Linked DNA regions of Mus musculus: all the other regions are linked to region 4. The links are chromatin contacts, called in public Hi-C, HiCAR-type and HiChIP or PLAC-seq maps. All regions are on one chromosome and are shown on one strand. The core of a region is the stretch at or near the end of the contact, and the rest is flanking DNA. Distances in the headings are between cores, read along the strand shown. Region 1 holds the start of Hscb (HscB iron-sulfur cluster co-chaperone). Region 2 holds the start of Pitpnb (phosphatidylinositol transfer protein, beta). Region 3 holds the start of Cit (citron). Region 4 holds the start of Sart3 (squamous cell carcinoma antigen recognized by T cells 3).

Region 1 (3,131 bases), core at 103-2,602, 2.9 Mb before region 4:
AGTCTTAAAAAAAGAGAAAAGGCAGGGGGGGGGGGACAAAGTACAGAGAACACTTCTTGGTGTCTCTCCCTCAAATTCTCAGCCTGAATTAAATTTTTGTTTTCTTGAGACAGGGTCTCACTGCTTAGCCTATGTTGGGTTCCCACTTTTGACCCTTTTCCTTCAGCCTACTGAACACTGGGATTTTAGACATAGGCTACTACACTAGGTTTGTTTTGTTCTTAATTGCTTTCGGTTTTTGAGACCTAGTCTCATGTAGCCCAGAGTCTCATCAAACGTACAGGCTCAGCTGTACCCTCTGAGTGCTGGACTCACAGGCATAACACCAACACACCTGGCTTGTTTTGTATTTATTTTCTCCGTTAAATAAATAATTTATTTGCGATGAGATGTTCCCTATTTGTGTGGTTGGCCTCCAAGTGGGGTATCATCTCCTACGGTTGTCTAGCATGCTTTTAATCCTGGCATTGGTGAGGCAGAGGGGGTTGGTGGAATTCCAGGCAGGCCAGGCGAGACTTCAAGGTGAGGCTAAATTAAAAAACAAACAAACAAACAAACAAAAACCTCTCCCAGTTCCTGTAAGTTTGGCCAATGGATTTTCCAGAAGTCTCAGCCCTCAAACCTCCCTATACCGTAAACTTGTCCGTTTCTGTTTGTTGATGTTTAAAAACAAGGTCCTTGTAGCTACTGCTAGTCTTGAATTCCTGAACCTGTGTTTTCCACTTTACAAGTGCTTAGATCACAGACAGGCATCTGCAACTTCACTCCTGTTTGACCCCCGCCTCCACCCTTATCTTCTCTCCAGTCTGTAACTTTATTTCCTCTCCGTCTCAGGAAAACTCCTAAAATCTCACTAGGTACTACTTATACCTATGGCCTACACTTATCCATCTTTGTAGTTGTTTTGAATCAGTCTCGGCAAATTGCCTAAGATGGCTTTGAACTGTGGTCCTCAGCCTCAGACCCCCCCAAGCTGGCTGGAAATTACAGCCCCGCAGACGCGGCCCCAAGCCTAGATCGCTCGGGTTACGAAGCCCGAGCTGCTTTCCCGTCACGACGCGCCGCCCGTACCAGTTCATGAGGCTGAAGTAGTCACGAGTGGGGTCAGGAGGCTGCAGAGCGCGGCAGTGTGAGCAGAAGAACTCATCCCCACACCCGACTTCCCTTGCGTGACCGCAGTTCCAGCACTGCGGTGCAATGCTCTTCCCCGCGGCGGCATTGCTGCCCAAAAGTCTCCTTCCCAGGAACCCTGCCAGCCGCACCTCCCACACACCCAGCAGGGCACGGGCTCCGCATCCCCACATTGGGACGGCCGCTCGCTGACCTAGGTAGCAAGACCCGAGGGAAAGGAGGAAAGACCGTCTCGCTGCTGATTGGTTAAGGGAGTCGAGGAGGCGGGATTAGCCGCGGGAAACCAAGACGTCGAGTCCCGTTCTGCATGTTAAACTACAACTCCCAGCAAGCCTTGAGACTAATCGCGGCAGTCATCTTCGGGCTTTCTTACTGGTCCTGCCGGGGAGGAAGGCTTTTTGATTGGTTGAGGGTGGAGTTTGTATCCGTAGGTTTAGCGCCACTCCACTGGCGGAGGCTGTGCAGTGTTTGCGGCTCCTGGTGGTCTCACGCGGTGAGTCATAAGTGGGAAACTTTAAGTGTTTGAGGAGTCGAATACCGTTCTCATGCTTCTTGTGCAAATGGGCCCTCTGCAGCTTCCGCTTTGTCTGCTTTCTTGTGCGAGCGAGGGGGCGCTGTGCATAGTCAATTCTTCCTTTTTATCTGCCCTTGGGGCGCGCGGGGGGGAAGCGGGGGGGAAGTTCACTTTCCTTGTTCCTTGTGAGCTGAAACAGGTCTGGGCACATAGGAAGGCACAACGCCGGGCTGTTCGTTGCCAGAGCGAAGTAGTTTTCATAACGAACATTATAAATGTTCATGCCAGCCCCTAGATGGCTTTCCCCAAATACCTACTGAGAACCCGATCTTCGCTGCTAGGCTCTGCAGGAACTGAAGAGGGTACGTCTGCATACTCAGCATACGTGAGGGGTAGGATGGCAAGGAATGGATAGGAGACAACCAAGCCATTCTCAGCTTCTGTACATGAAGGAAGATGGTGTAATGCTTTGTAAGTGGCCTCTGGAATTCTATTCATAATCCTGGGATTTTGCTATGGTCACTTTTTTTTCTCCCCACTCATGAATGGGCCTGTCTTTCATTTTGAGGTGGTCATAATGTGCCCGTTCCTTTAAATTTCTTTATGTATTTTTTTTAATCACGTGTCTAAGTCTGTGCAGTGCGCACGGGGGCCAATAGAGGGCATTGTATCACCAAGAGCTGGAATTACAGGTGTTTGTGATCTTTTGGATGTGGGTGCTGGGAACTGTACTCTTGACTCCTTAACTGTCTTCATTTTGTATGTTTGACAATACTGGGAGTGGGATCCAGTACTTTGCTTCTGTTGGAGAAGTGATGAACCATCTACCATTGAGTTATAGCAGCCACATGACTAATTTTGGGTAGAGATTTACTTTACTTTTAATTATGTTATCTGTGTGGGAAAGTGCAAGTGTGAGCTCTGGTGATTGCAGAGGCCAAGATCCACTACAGAGCCACTGACTTTGGAGTTATAGGAAACCTCGAGCTGCCAGATTTGGTGCTGAGAACGTAGGGAAACTTGGGTTCTGCAAGAATAGTATGTGCACTTTCCTGCCGAGTCCTCTCCTGCTCCCTCCCCTTCTCCACTCTCGAATCCAGAGCCTTGTTCCTTATTGTTGGACTCTTGTTTTCGAGGTCGGATATGAAGAGTCATCATCAGTCCCACAGCAGCACCTCCTCGAAGGCTCATGACAGTGCTTCCTGTTCACAGTCCCAGGGTGGCTTCAGCCAGCCCCAAGGCACTCCTTCTCAGTTGCACGAGCTCTCACAGTATCAGGGTTCGTCCAGCTCCTCTACCGGCACAGTGCCGTCCTCCAGCCAGTCCTCGCACTCCAGTTCTGGGACTCTGAGCTCGCTGGAGACAGTGTCTACCCAGGAACTCTGTTCTATTCCTGAGGACCAAGAACCTGAAGAACCTGGTCCTGCCCCTTGGGCTCGGCTATGGGCTCTTCAGGATGGATTCTCCAATCTAGGTAAGGCACTTT
Region 2 (2,708 bases), core at 152-2,651, 2.4 Mb before region 4:
AAGTCTCTACAAGATTCTTTATTCCAGATTTCTTGAAGTCAACCAGCCAGGATTCAGGTCCAGGGCTTCATCTTCAAAGTCCAACCCAGTTTCCCAAATCGGGACAACTGACCTATGCTCTGATATCTAACAAAATTAAGGAACACTTGGGACTGGGGTTGGAGAGATGGCTCAGCAGTTAAGAGCACTGGTGGTTCTTCTAGAGTATCTGGGTTCAATTCCCAGCACCCACGACGTGGCAGCTCACAACTGTTTGAAACTCCAGTTCCAGGGGATCTGACCTCATCCAGGTATACATGCAGGTAAAACACCAATGTACATAAAATATAAATAAATCAATCACTAGAGAGGGGAAGAATATTCTTGAGACTATTTCTAGTTTTTATGAAAATATTTTCAAGATCATTCGATGAGGGAAAAAATATGGTTTGACACAAAGTATAGAGAAATCAAATTTACCTAAAATGCCCGTTGACACAAAGAAGATTATTCCTGCAGCTATCCAGCTCCCTAGGAATCCCACTAAAAGGTCCTTGAATCCCAAGTTACTAAGTTCAGTGAGTGAGGAAGCAGAGGGCAGTCCAAGAGCAGTACTTAGTCACTGTTTCAAAATTGTTTTATCAAAGTTGTTAGGTCAACTAGTGCTTAAAGCCCGTGTTGGGACGGGCTTCTGATTGGTCTTAGTAAAATTTAACTTTCATTCTTCCTGTAGTGAGTTCTTTGCCCCGAAAGCACATAATGAAAAACCAATGCCTTAGACACGTAGAATTCGTCTAGAATTAGTCTACCCAACTGGGTCTGGGTCTGTCTCATGCAAAATTGCTTTTGTTGAGGATTCAATGTTTGGACAGGGGCTCAGTTGTTAAGAACACTGGGGGTTCTTGCAGAGGACCCAGGTTTGGTTCCCAGCACTCACATGGCATTTCACAACTGTCTGCATCTCCAGTTACACGTGAACCTCAGTATGCATGAGACACACAGGGAGCAGACACAATACAGGCAAACCAGATAGATGTACCCTTAAAAAGGTTAGTTAGGACAAGGGGCGAACACATCAGGATTTTAACACCGGTCTGTCTGGGTTTCTAGAACACGCTCCTGCTAAACCTGAGGTCGTCCTCGGCTCCCACACCTGTGCGAACTCAACGTCGTTTAGGGTCCCGACTGGAGAACTCACTGGAAACCATAGGCTGCACAGCGCCGTGAGAGACTAACGCTGGCAGGAGGACGCCGCGCTTGCTGCCCCACTGCTCGCCGAGAGTACGCAGGCGCGCTCCAAGGCTCACCAGCGCGCCAAGGGGCCACGCAGCCGCAGTGGAGGCCTCGTGCTCCGTGAGCGGGGCGTGGACTGGGCGGAGTCAGCTCCCCCAGGCGCGCTGACGCAATGGCCGGCGGCGGAAGGGCGCGGACGCGCAGGCGCTCCCGGGGCTCGGACGATTGGGAGGCGGGGCTACGCTTGCGTGTTGCGAGGCCCGGCGGTGGCGGCTGGCGGCGGCGGCTGTGAGGGGTTCCCGGAAGATGGTGCTGATTAAGGAATTGTGAGTGGGTCGTTGGGCTCGAACGAGGTTCCGGAATGCGGGCTGGGGAGGATCGGTGGGCTCCGCGAGGAGGGCGCTCCCGGGTCGCAGTTGGCTCCTTCCTGGAGCCCCCAAGGCCCTGTGCGGCGCCGCCGCCCTCCGCAGTCAGCGCCAGGGTCGGCGGTGCGGCCGGGGCTCTCGGGGGAGCCGGGAATGCCGGGCGAAGGGTCGCCCGCAAGTTCGAGCCCGACCCACCTCAGGCTCAGTGAAGCCCACTCTAGATCATGCCCCTGCGGTCGCTCTCAGACCCCTCATCTCTAAGATGGGGAGACACCGGCCCCACCTGCTTCACTGGGTTCGGTGCGGGGTTAAACACATGGTGCTTAACACGGCAAATAAAGACTTTTCCCAAGTTCGTCGGACTGGTCCCGTCATTCTGTTGGGAAGTTGTGGCTTCCCCCTCTGCTTAGAGCCACGGACATCACAGGAAACCGTGGTGGCGGGGAATGTTCAGCTGTCATACCTGAGCCGGTGTCCCTTGTGCAATTTCAAGTGTGACCCATTTTGTTGTTGCTGTTCTTCCTCGGCCCTGGTTTAATTTCAGATTCTTAAAAGAAGCAAAAAAAAAAAAAGACGTTAAGTTAGCTGTCTAGATTCCTTGCCTGTATTAACGTCAACCTTGTAAAAATCACTAACAAGGTTTCTCTACTTAACACTGCCCAGATTCTATTTTCTGCTCATATGTAATTTTTTTTCCTTGCCCATTCCAGCATTACAAGACCCCTTGTTCCTCTGTCGCTCTGTATGTTGGCTTTCCTTCTCTTTCTGCTGACTCGAATGCTTTTTCCTCAAATCAGTAGCTCACCTTAAAGGTCTTGGGAAGTGTGTATTGTTTGTCTTTCTGACTGTTCGCCCTACATTGTGCAGGATACTCACTCTGATACCTCCATTTTTTTTGGATCAGTCTTTAGTACATAGCACATCTTCAGCCAGCATTTGGTGTTTTTAAAGATTTGCCTGTTTATATGTGTATTTAAGTGTTTGCCTGCGTGTGTGCATATGTGCTGCGTTCATACAGTGCTCTTGGAGGTAGTAGTAAGAGGGCATTAGGCATTGGATCCCCTGGAACTAGAGCAAGAAGTGAGCCACCGTCCATGGGCTGGAAACTGAACCCAGTTACTCAGAGCAGCA
Region 3 (2,823 bases), core at 305-2,804, 2.1 Mb after region 4:
GAAAAAGGTCATTGCCTTTCTCATGGTCCCTTCAAAAGCCTCCATTCGGACCCTAGGTGCCTTATTTCCTGGCGTTGCTGTCTTGATTTTTTACACTTGTCTCTTTTGTGTGTGTGTGTAGGTGCACTGTGCACTTATGTGCAGGTGCCCGCAGAGGCCAGAAAAGATCATCTGATCCTTTGGAACCGGAATTACAGGGAGTTGTGAGGGGTTTGAGGTGGGTGCTGGGAATCAAGGGAAGATCCCCTGGAAGAGTCGCAGAGCCATTGCCCCAGCTTTTGCCATTGCGTTAGACAACACTATTTCGAGCTCGCTCTCTAGAATGCGTTTCACGGTTACATAATTTAGAAAAGCTATTCCTAGTAGTCATAGAGTGCAGAGAGCCTCACTCAGTGTTAGCAAATACTACACTCCTTTTTCGAGATTGCCCCTTCACAGGTCAGTTTACACCCTACCCTTGTGTGAATGTAAACAGCGCCGCCTCTTCACAAACACCTTCCCCCACATTGCTAACGAGGCTGGGCACTTTCCACACACTGATGGCCACTGGGTTTTCTCATTGAGAGAAGGGGGCGGTCTAGTGATCCTGGCTTAAATTTACTTGAACATATCTTTGTGGTGAGACCTCACGATCTTGCTGCGGCTCAACCCAAAGGTACAAGGCAGGCAGGCTGGAGTGGGTTCCGATTACTCCTCTGCCTCAGCTGTACCGCACAGCTTCCTGATTCCCCCCCACGTAACCCCGGCGCCTACGTTAGGCGTGGGCGATGGCTCAATTGAGTGCATTCCTGCAGAGGGCTGGAGTTTGTTTCCTAGCATCCTTATCTGAGGCAGGCAGTTCGGGCAGAGCTCCCCGCAGGAGCTCGGACAGAAATGGACAGCGCCGCAGACTCCGCAGGGGACCCCATCTCCAAACACAGCATCCTGCCAACCGCCAATTTCAAACTTCCCAGCCCAACCCCGCCTGGATTCCTTTGCCCTCTTTCTATTGGTCGCTAGTCAAAGGAAGAGACAATGTGATTGGCTTTTCCATTTCACTTCCTCTAGCCCTCCGAGATCTGGGCGGGTCCTGGTGGAGACCCCCGCTGTCCATCAGTAGATGGCGAGCGCTGATTGGTTGAGGCACGGCCGAGACCTGCCCACGTCGTTTCCTTCAAACGTTGGGGCGGGAGACTCAGGGCGGAGCGGAGCGGGGCGAATGTAAGCCGGGGGTCTGCGGAGTGTGAGTCCAGTTTGTGTGTGTGTCTGTTGGGGGATTGGAGAGGCTCTGGGCGGGGGGCAGTCCCCTTTCCCAGGTCTCCCTGGTCGACCCCGTTCATACAGAGCCCACTTTCCCACCCAAGGCCTCAGGATAGCGGGGGGAGGGGGCTCCTGAGGGTCTGCTGCGGCTGCAGCATGGGTGTGCTGGGGGTAGCCCGGGGTCTGTGGGTGCAGCCCTGGGGGCGGGACAATGGGTTCAACCCAGTGTCTCTGGTTCGTCCTTGGGGTGTCCTGGGGGAAGCCTGGGGTCTGGGGCAGGAGTTGTTGTTAGTGTCTCTGGGTGTGCTGCCGGAGGACCTCAGGGCCCCTTAAAGAGGACCCATTCCCCTGTAGACCAGTCTCTGTCCCCTGCAAGCTTTACCTGCATTCTTGCCCATGGCGCTTCCCATTTTCTGTGTGATCTTATCTCCCTCACTTAATCTCTCTGTTCCTGTGTCTTCATTCTATGAGCTGGACTGAGGCCTTGGGTGGGAAAGTGGGCTCTGTATTCTATTCCGTGCCTAACCCAGCGCCTCCTTCTTGTGTCTTTCTCCCTCTCTAGCCTATCTGGTCAGTCAGGCAACCGATCTTCCTCAGGATCATTGATCTCTGTACCCTCCAGGGGCAGTGAACCTTCCTTTCCCTGGGATAATCCTCAAGGCTCACTGATCAAACCCTTTGGGCTTGGTTCACAGGTTAGGTCTATGTAGCTACGCGACATCAGATATTTGTGTTCGTCAGGGTTTTCTAGGGGAAAAGAGCTGGTAGAATGGAAAAGTGGAGATTTATTAGGCTGCAGTCTGCTAGTCCACCAATGGCTGGTAGTTCTTTTGGAAATGATTTATTTCCATCCCTTATGTGTATGAGTACCTTTGGCCTTCCTGTGTCTGTGCCCCATGTGCCGTGGAGGCTGGTCGCCACCTCCTCATCCTGATCTCTTTAGGGAGACACGACTCTGCCAAGCCCTTCCTGCCTTCAATGTCAGTACCCGCTTGACTTTCCCCAGTGTTCCTTCGGCGTTGGCGGAGAGATGTTGAAGTTCAAGTATGGTGTGCGGAACCCGCCGGAGGCCAGTGCCTCCGAGCCCATTGCCAGTCGGGCCTCCAGGCTAAATCTCTTCTTCCAGGTAAGCAGCTGCCAGCCAGCGATGCACACCCGTGTCTGCTGTGGTAGCCGTCTTTGGTTGTATTATGGACAGAGACTGGTATTCTTAGGGTAATCCTGTTTGTTCTTTTACATGTCCTGCCTGAGCTGGACTGAGGTGCCACTGTGCTGATGATTACGTACGTGGCTGGACGTGCCCCAGGGGAGTCCCCTCATTTCTCATACTCCACACTTTTTTTTTTTAAGATTTATTTATTATTATATGTAAGTACACTGTAACTGATTTAAGACACACCAGAAGAGGGCATCAGATCTCATTACAGGTGGTTGCTGGGATTTGAACTTAGGACCTCTGGAAGAGCAGTCAGTGCTCTTACCCGCTGAGCCATCTCGCCAGCCCATACTCCACACTTTTAAACTTTTGCTTCTTTCAATGGAAGAAACCAAAATTGTCTCTAGGGTGTATTTGTGTGTGTGCGC
Region 4 (2,767 bases), core at 78-2,577:
GCACCTTGTGCAGGAGCCCCCTCAACGAGCCTCAGTTTCCCGGGGAAACCGGATTAAACACTATTCAATGGAATACTTTAGGGACGCCCTGGGCGCGCACTGAGCCGGGGACGCGGGGACTCACGGTGGCTCACGGCGTCCCGGCGACCTCAGCGGTCTCCATAACCACGGAGGACCGAGGGGGCGGGCCGGGCCTGGGGACCCGAAGGGAGGAAGGGAGCCCGCCGCCGCCACCCAGGCCGGCCAACCTGCTCCTCCAGCCGCTCGATCTCCAGCTGGTTCTTCTCCTCCTCCTCGTCGTACTCCCACTCGTCCTCCCCGGCGGAGCTCTCGGCGGAGGAAGCCATGGCGTCCTCCTCATCCCCATCGCTCCCGCTCGCGCCTTCCCGCTGCAGGTCCCATCCGGGGCCCTTGGCCTCCGCCGCCTCCGCGGCCACAGCGCCGGACAGCACCTTCCGCTGCACACCGGCCGGCTTCGCCTCATCCTCTTCTCCCTCGGCCTCAGGCCCGGCCTGGGGCTCAACCTCCGGCTCGGACGCCGAAGATGCGGCCGTCGTCGCCATCTTGCGCAGCCCGCGACTCTCGGGTCTTCCCTCGCCCGCCGAAGCCCGGCGAGCATCGGGCTGTCCGCGGCGTCTGCCTGATCAAAACTCCGCTCGGCCACCAGCGGGAGCGTCGCGGACGGCCTCAGGGAGCAGGAAGCTGTGGAGAATCCACCGCTGATGCTATCCTTTAGCGCCTCCAGACGCCACCGTCAGAAGAAAAGGCTCACGAGCATAACCTGCGTCCGGCTACAACCGTGGACAGCTGTCGGGTCTTTGGGCCGGAAGTGGCAGCCACAGCTGAAGTGGTGCGTGCGTGATGTCCGTAGTTAAGGTCGAGGCGCCATCTTAGGAAGGTCAAAGTCGTCGCTTTGGACTAAAGACCTTCTGTAAGGCTCGGCCGGCTCCGGTGCGTGGTTGTTTCCCGGCAACCGACCCTCAAGTGCGGACAAGATTGCAGTTCCTCCGCGATCGGATGCACCATCTCATGGGAAAAGTCTCATCTCTCGAATAAAGCTCCCTCCCCTTTGTAACACCTAGTACCTCGTAGTTGTGTTAAACGAGTCGCTTTTGTGGATTTTTATAGTCAATGATAATACATTACAATAAGTATTGATTCGGAATGATGTGCATGGCGGTAAAACAAACGTAGGTGTCGAGGGATGGGGTTCGTTTCTCTTATACCCCTCGTTCTCGAGGTCGGAAAAGCGTTGCTGTTTCCCTCTGCACTGCCTTTCCCCTTCATCAACAAGGTTAACGAGCCAGAAATCGCGTCCGTTTTGCTCCCAGGATTTTTTTTTTTTTTTTTTTTTTAGTGACACCTAGAGTACACTTAATATGCATTTGCTCCATGGGTGAAACGGCTACCTCGGAATTAGTAAAAAAAAAAAAAAAAAAAAAAAAGGAAGAAAGAGAGAGAGAAAGAAAGAAAAGGAACTCCACAGCCTGAACAAAAGTCTACCAGGGACGTATGCATGATCGAATCATAAACACGCCTGAAACCGAGCATCCCCACGCCCATCGCAGCACCAGACAACCTTGCACGCCGCTTCGGACCTTCCCGCTCTGCGCCTGGCCACGCCCCTTCCGAGGGCGCGGTCAGAGGGGGCGTAGCCGGGCCGAGACGCCAGCGCAAGCGCCGAGCTGCGGTGACGTCGAACGGGCGCGCCATCCCTCCGGCGTCGCCGAGGTCGACGCAGCTCAAGCCGGCAGGATGGCGGCGGCCACGGGAGCTGGCCGTCTGAGGCGGGCGGCGTCGGCGCTGCTGCTGCGGAGCCCGCGCCTGCCCGCCCGGGAGCTGTCGGCTCCGGCCAGGCTCTACCACAAGAAGGTATGGGCGGGCGAGGGGGTGCGCGAACCATCGAGGGGACCTGCCGCCGTTGCGCAGATCACCAGCACCGAGGAGCCCCGCGGCCGCCTCTGCCCCGCCGCGGCCGTCACTCCGAGTGTCCCAAGGCTGACAGCCCAGAAGGGAGGGTCCGGGTATGTCGTGCCGGGGGTCAAGGGGCAGCACGCACACACACACACACACACACACACACACACACGCATGCTTGAGCACACTCGACAGCACCAGCGTCCTCCCCAGCTAAGCCATTGCCCTGGCCAGATGGCCTTGATCAAGTCACTGGTCCCCTCCCATCCTTTCTCTCAGACCTGACAGGAGTCTTCTGAAGTCCCCGTACGTGGAGCGCTCGGTCCAACCAAGGGAAACCACTGATGGCGATTTATTTACTCTTTTAGGAGCCGATGGCCTCGAGCTCAGCCAAGCACCTAGCCCAACATTAAAACTTCGGTTCTCAGTTGTGTGTTTATTGGTAGGGAGCAGAAAGTATAGAAGAAGAGTAGTTTGCGGGCCCCCACGCTTTTAGGGACGTTAAAATCCTCTTGACAGGAGACTCACTCCGAAAAACAAGGCTACCGCAGATGTACAAGACACTCCCTCCCCCCCCCCCCAAAGTCCTTGATTAGATGATGCGTTATGGGGGCTCAGGGCTTAGACTCAATCTGCAGATGAGGGTGCCTCCTGGTAACTAGCGGGAGAAAGCTCGGTTATTAAATCTTAGTGTGTCCCTGACTTTAACAGCTGCTTGTTCTGTTCTGGCTTGGGTGCTCTTGCCCAAGGCCTTCTACCCCAAAGGGAAGGTTGTTTTGTTGACATTATAGCTGCAGGACCTTGACGGGCTGGCAGCCTTAAGGCACCAGGGGGCGCTCCTGCCACAGGG

Evidence for each region. Hi-C and Micro-C count contacts between places; a contact is called where the count stands out from the background. HiCAR-type assays count read pairs that join an accessible place to other places. HiChIP or PLAC-seq counts read pairs in DNA pulled down with a chosen protein or histone mark.
Region 1: a Hi-C map of B cells shows a contact between it and region 4, with 6 read pairs. The contact joins the promoter of Hscb here to the promoter of Sart3 in region 4. A contact is called at or near these places in 1 of 39 promoter capture datasets (liver), 1 of 484 Hi-C or Micro-C datasets (B cells) and 1 of 115 datasets of contacts at active chromatin or transcription factors (large pre-B cells).
Region 2: a HiCAR-type map of astrocytes shows a contact between it and region 4, with 4 times the contacts expected there. The contact joins the promoter of Pitpnb here to the promoter of Sart3 in region 4.
Region 3: a contact with region 4 is called in an H3K27ac HiChIP or PLAC-seq map of thymic regulatory T cells, with 8 times the contacts expected there. The contact joins the promoter of Cit here to the promoter of Sart3 in region 4. A contact is called at or near these places in 1 of 39 promoter capture datasets (pre-B cells), 1 of 484 Hi-C or Micro-C datasets (B cells) and 1 of 115 datasets of contacts at active chromatin or transcription factors (thymic regulatory T cells).

What each region holds. Positions count from the first base shown.
Region 1 is chr5:110,838,425-110,841,555 of GRCm38.p6, forward strand. It overlaps Hscb (HscB iron-sulfur cluster co-chaperone), which reads right to left and starts at 1,353. Exons shown (of 6, transcript NM_153571.2): 1 at 1,072-1,353. The coding sequence starts at 1,304. It overlaps Chek2 (checkpoint kinase 2), which reads left to right and starts at 1,559. Exons shown (of 15, transcript NM_016681.4): 1 at 1,559-1,624; 2 at 2,782-3,119. The coding sequence starts at 2,789. RefSeq lists an enhancer at 157-186.
Region 2 is chr5:111,329,296-111,332,003 of GRCm38.p6, forward strand. It overlaps Pitpnb (phosphatidylinositol transfer protein, beta), which reads left to right and starts at 1,402. Exons shown (of 12, transcript NM_019640.5): 1 at 1,402-1,538. The coding sequence starts at 1,519.
Region 3 is chr5:115,844,102-115,846,924 of GRCm38.p6, forward strand. Cit (citron) reads left to right here and starts at 1,555. Exons shown (of 47, transcript NM_007708.3): 1 at 1,555-2,365. The coding sequence starts at 2,270.
Region 4 is chr5:113,771,073-113,773,839 of GRCm38.p6, forward strand. It overlaps Sart3 (squamous cell carcinoma antigen recognized by T cells 3), which reads right to left and starts at 1,328. Exons shown (of 19, transcript NM_016926.2): 1 at 249-1,328. The coding sequence starts at 563. It overlaps Iscu (iron-sulfur cluster assembly enzyme), which reads left to right and starts at 1,729. Exons shown (of 5, transcript NM_025526.5): 1 at 1,729-1,872. The coding sequence starts at 1,756.